2 separate regions of the Sus scrofa genome follow, and region 2 is linked to region 1. The links are chromatin contacts, called in public HiChIP or PLAC-seq maps. All regions are on one chromosome and are shown on one strand. The core of a region is the stretch at or near the end of the contact, and the rest is flanking DNA. Distances in the headings are between cores, read along the strand shown.

The links. HiChIP or PLAC-seq counts read pairs in DNA pulled down with a chosen protein or histone mark.
Region 2: an H3K27ac HiChIP or PLAC-seq map of alveolar macrophages shows a contact between it and region 1. The contact joins the promoter of MEF2B here to the promoter of MAU2 in region 1. A contact is called at or near these places in 1 of 5 promoter capture datasets (fetal liver), 3 of 47 Hi-C or Micro-C datasets (fetal heart ventricle, liver and skeletal muscle) and 1 of 2 datasets of contacts at active chromatin or transcription factors (alveolar macrophages).

The regions. Positions count from the first base shown.
Region 1 is chr2:58,572,960-58,575,659 of Sscrofa11.1, reverse strand. It overlaps MAU2 (MAU2 chromatid cohesion factor homolog), which reads left to right and starts at 1,412. Exons shown (of 19, transcript XM_021083430.1): 1 at 1,412-1,739. The coding sequence starts at 1,464. It overlaps SUGP1 (SURP and G-patch domain-containing protein 1), which reads right to left and starts at 1,226. Exons shown (of 15, transcript XM_021083429.1): 1 at 1,074-1,226. The coding sequence starts at 1,197.
Region 2 is chr2:58,697,742-58,700,441 of Sscrofa11.1, reverse strand. MEF2B (myocyte-specific enhancer factor 2B) reads right to left here and starts at 1,269. Exons shown (of 9, transcript XM_021083441.1): 1 at 1-1,269.

The DNA.
Region 1 (2,700 bases), core at 163-2,662:
CAGAGATGGCTCCCCTCCCCACTTCCACTTCATTCCTAACACTTTTTTTTTTTTTTTTTTTTTTAGGGCTGCACCTGCAGTGCATGGAAGTTCCTGGGCTAAGGGTCAAATCCGAGCTGCAGCTGTTGACCCACACCACAGCCACAGCCACATGGGATCCTAGCTGCATCTGTGACCTACAGTGCAGCAGCACTGGAGCCCACGGAGCAAGGGCGGGGATCTAACCTGCATTCTCAGGGAGACAACATCAGATTCTTAACCCACTGAGCCACAACAGGAACTCCCCCTGACACTCATTAAATAGCAAGCCCTGGAAGCCTTGGCACTTGCTGTCTCCCTCTACCCTGCAGGTCCTCCTACAACTGGCATCTTCTTATTTTAATTATCTTCTACTCAGAAAGGTTTCCTTGACTACCCATATCAGCAGCCTCCACCTCCACTGCCTCACATCATCATAATTCAGTCTCTGTAAATATTTCTTCTTTGGTGCATTGTCCGACGCCCCAAGAGAAAGTAACCTTCAGGAAGGCAAGGCCCTGTTTTGGTTACCATTGCATCCTCTCTACCTAGTACAGTGCCTAGTACAATGAATATCTGCTGAATGCACCTCAGTCTAGGTGGGTAGACAAGGAAAGACAAGGCTTGTGGTAAACTGGGGGCTCGAAAGATGCACGAAAGTGTTCAGGCAGCTTCTTCAGAAAGTGGGATACAGGCCAGGCGGGAGCTGCTAAGAGAGAGGAGCAGGACAATCCAAGGTTGCCGCTGGCTCGGGGAGCTGAGCTTGCAGCAGCCCTGAGGGTGGTTATATCGGAAAAGCGGCACAGGGCAGATCCCGGTGACGGCTTTTAAGGAAAGCCGGCGTTCTCAGCAAATCAGCGGGGGTGGGGGTGGGGGTAGGTAGCAACTAGGTCTTGGATCTCGGCAGACGGGGGTGGTGCAGAAGCCGCCGCTTCCGGCTGTCTACATGCTGAGGCTAAAGGCCAGTGAGTTTAGCAGGCCGGAGAGGAGGGCGAAGCTAAGACGCGTAGCCGGAGGATTCAGGCGAACGCCTGAGGGGAGGCGGGGGCTGTTACCTGCAACATCCCGGTTGTCCATCTTGAGACTCATCCAATCCCACAATGCTCGGGCGCCACCGGAGGGGGGCCAGTTATAGTGCGCATTGCCTGATGGGAGATGTAGTCCATATCGGCAAGCCATGCCCTGCCATTCCTTGGACACCTGAGGGTTTTCCCGCCAGGAATGCAAACTTCAGTCCATAGACACACTCCGGTCTCAGTCCTGAGGAACAGAAGGTGTCGCCTTTTCTCAGACTTTCTCGGAGCCACGGCCACTCCAAATACAAACTACATGTTCCAGGTTGCTTTGTACAGCGGCTCTCGCGAGAGACGCGAGGAGCGCCCGGCCCCGCCCCACGCGCCTGCTTCCGCCTCCCTGTGGCGGCGGCTTGTTGTTGTGGAGCCAAAATGGCGGCTCAGGCGGCTGCGGCGGCCCAGGCGGCGGCAGCCCAGGCAGCGCAGGCCGAAGCGGCCGAGTCGTGGTACCTGGCTCTTCTGGGCTTCGCCGAGCACTTCCGCACTTCCAGTCCGCCTAAGATCCGCCTGTGTGTTCACTGCCTGCAGGCCGTGTTCCCCTTCAAGCCGCCGCAGCGCATCGAGGCCCGGACGCACCTGCAGCTCGGCTCTGTGCTCTACCACCACACCAAGAACAGCGAGCAGGCGCGCAGCCACCTAGAGAAGGCGGTGAGCGCGGGCCGGGCCGCGAGGGAGGAGGCGCGGGGCTCCTTTCCGTGCTTGGGCTGACGGGTCGCGACCCTGGCGTGCGGGGACGCCTGGGTCACTTCTCGGGGGCCTGAGGCGTGACTTCCGCACAAGCAGCAAGACCCCGAAGACGTCAGCCTCTCAGGGGACCCGAGGGCCTCGTCCCGTACCTTACTTAAAGTGTCTGGTGACAGGCAGAGGCCTAGGACCCTGCTCCGAGTACTCCGACAGCTGTCTCTTTTAGAAGCAACAGGGTCCCCAAATTCTTAAGGTTTTCAAGATAGCACCTATGGGGATGCCTCCAGGCCGGCCCTTCTGAGGTGACTCAGGTCCAGGTGACAGTCCAGGCATCCCTTGAGAGTCTGAAGTTAGGTCTCTGAAGAAATCTAGGAAGGCATCCTCTCTCAGGACACGCATGTCTGAGAAGGGTCTGGAGGTTATTGTGCCCCACATCATTGATGAGGAGAGTCATAGGTGGGAGGCAGAGGCTCAGAGCCTAGAGTTGCTCATTTGAAGTCCTAGAAGGAGGCAAAACTGAGGGAGGGATGTCTTGATTCCAGGGCTGGGGCCTCCTGCTTTTGCCATATCCACTGGTGACTCCTCTTTTCCCCACCATTCACTAGTCCATCCCCTTCAGAGAGCAGGCCCCATCTCCCCATGTTGATTTTTGGGATCTTGGTACCTCAAAGAATGTGGAAAAGTGGCTGTCATTCTGCCCTTTCTGGCTGTGGTTTCTTCCCACAGCAACACTTCTTAGCTCCTGTCAGTTCATGTCTCCATTTAACATTTACCCAGTTTTATTCTGCTTAAAGGAGAGATTTCTTGAATAGAATTAACTTCAATTCAGAGAAATTTCTTCATCTGAGATAAATCTGAAACCACCTATAATTAGTAACAAGTTGCCTTCAGGAGAATAATCAGATCTTTGTTTTGCAGACTGTAA
Region 2 (2,700 bases), core at 20-2,519, 120 kb before region 1:
GCCTTTACCCCTGTCTTGACCTATGCCCTCCCCCATCACTGGCTGTGTTACCCCATGTGGACCCCCAACCCCTACTGAGGCAATCAAGAGCCTTGTCCTCAGTCTTCTCATACACCCTTAGTTGCTGGAGTAAGAGGCTGGAGGGTTGAAAAGGAGACTAGATCTAGGGAGACTAGGGGAGAAGAGAGTAGAAAAGGCCAGAGAGGGACATCTGGGAAGGGGGCCTGGAAGATGGGGAAGGTAGGAGCAGGTAGAGGCAGGGGTGGGAAGATGAGGAGGTAAAGAAGCTGTTCACCAGAGTTCCCACTGTGATGCAGTGAGTTAAGGATCTGGCTTGTCTCTGTGGAGGTGATAGTTCGATCCCTGGCCTAGTGCAGTGGGTTAAGGATCTGGCACCGCTGCAGCTGTGGCATAGGTCACAGCTGCAGCTTGGATTCAATCCCTGGCCTGGGAACTTCTCTATGACATGGGTGTGGCCAAAAAATAAAAAAAGAAAGAAACTGCTCCCCGCAAGCCTCCCTCTTCCGGATCTTCTCCCAGAATGTTAGCAGGCGAGGGCTTTGAAGGACCCGCCATGGCAGAGAGTGTGATCCAGTGGGTAGAGGTTCAGAGTTCAAGAGCCCTAGGTTCCCATCCCAGTTCTACTTCCCACTTGCTGTGCAACCTCAGGCCAGTCACTTCACCCCTCTGAGCCTGTCTGCTCATGTGAAAAGGGAGGACAATAGTATCCCTTCCTATGGGGGAGGGAGCATTTCAAGTTCCACCTCCAATACTCCCTCCTCCTCCAAAAGCCTTCCTTACCCCCTCCCATTTGGTATTCTGATACCCCCATCCCTCTTTCCACCTCAGCTCTGGCCCAGGGATGTTTGTGTCCAGCTCCCTCTCCCAGAGCCTGGGATCTGCTTGGGGCTGGGCCATGTGGCTGGGCCATATATTTTGGCACCAAAGGAGTGTCTCCATGGGGTTCTTGAAGAACTGGAGTCCTGGAGAGGGTCTGAGTAGTGTAGGGGCATGGGGACCAATCTTGGGGCATCCAGTGGCCTTGCTGGGGGATGAGGCAGGGTTCAGAAGGGACTTCCCAGGAGCAGGACCCTTTGAGAATACAGAGAAGGCCTGAAACAAAAAACCAAGACTTGTGGAGTTCCCTCGTGGCTCAGTGGGTTAAGGATCTGGCCTTGTTACTGCTGTAGCCCTGCTTACAGCAGTGGCATGGGTTCGATCCCTGGCCTGGGAACTTCCACATGCCATGAATGTGGCAAAAAAAAAAAAAAAAAAAAAAAGTTAAAGGGATATTTTTATTAAAACAAAAACAAGAGGTTCCCGTCGTGGCTCAGTAGTTAACAAACCTGACTAGTATCTATGAGGATGTAGATTTGATCCCCAGCCTCGTTCAGTGGGTCAAGGATCTGGCATTGCAGTGAGCTGTGGTGTAGGTAACAGACGCGGCTTGGATACTGTTGCTGTGGCTGTTGTGTAGGCTGGCAGCTGTAGCTCTGATTTGACCCCTAGCCTAGCAACTTCCATATGCCGCAGGTATGGCCCTAAAAAGGAAAAAAAAAAAAAAAAGACTTGGGTCAGGGCTAAGAACAAAAAGCCAAAACTCAAATCTGAGTCCCGTCCTGACCACTGTGGACCAACCTGAGGCAAGTCATTACCTTCGCGGTCCTCCTTTTATTCCATCCACAGATTTGAAGGAAACTGGGAGGGAGGTCCCACACTTGACCAAGGGATCCCTTCCAGGTTACCCTCACCTCATTCAAGTAGTGCTAGTCTTCCTACTTGAATGTCCTATAGCACAGGGAGCTCCCAGCTGCCAATCTATTTCTGGGAGCAAGTCCTAGTGAGCCAGGTCTGGGAATGCCCACTCTCCCATACTCCAGGGAATGGGTAAGGCTGCCAGCATGTGGGGGCAGATGCAAGGTCTGCTGGGTAAACTGACATTGTGGAGCCTTAGTTCACTTTCTGAAAAATGGGAGCAAGGACTTAAGAGGTGAAACAAGGCAGAGGGTTACAATGCACCCTCCAGAATCAGCCAGAACAGCGGGCAACGACTGTCTGGAGGTAAAGTGCTGGGCCAAGGCTTTGCCTCTTGCGCCCCCTGACGGCCGGCAAGAGCGGGACGTTCACCAAGCGCTTAGGGCAAGATGCAAATAAAACGCAAATTAACCAGCACCTCCAGGAGCCCCAGGACTTGGGGTGGTAAGGGATCTGACAACCTCGAGTCCTGAACATAGCCTTTTTTTTTTTTTCCTTTCTTTTTTATGGACGCACCTGTGGCATACGGAAGTTCCCAGGCCAGGGGTCAAATTGGAGCTGCAGCTGCCCGCCTATACCACAGCCACAGCAACACCAGATCCCAGCCCCACCTGCGACTTACACTACAGCTTGTGGCAATGCCATATCCTTAACCCACTGAGTGAGGTCTGGGATCGAACCCCATCCCAGGGTTGTTAACCCGCTGAGCCACAACAGGAACTCTGAACATAGTCTTTGAGAGGACAATTGGTTGCTGGCTGAGGTCATGTTCAGGGGCTGTGAGTGACAGACAGAGAGACCTGGGAAGGTCTAGGGCACCCCATAAGTGCCTCTCATAGTGCCTGACCAGTCCAAGGCCACCCATGAGATATATGCAATTCCCTTACTTAGCTGCCTGTCTGTCCAGTGGGTCTGAGTCCTGGGGCCAGGGTTGGCTCACTAGGG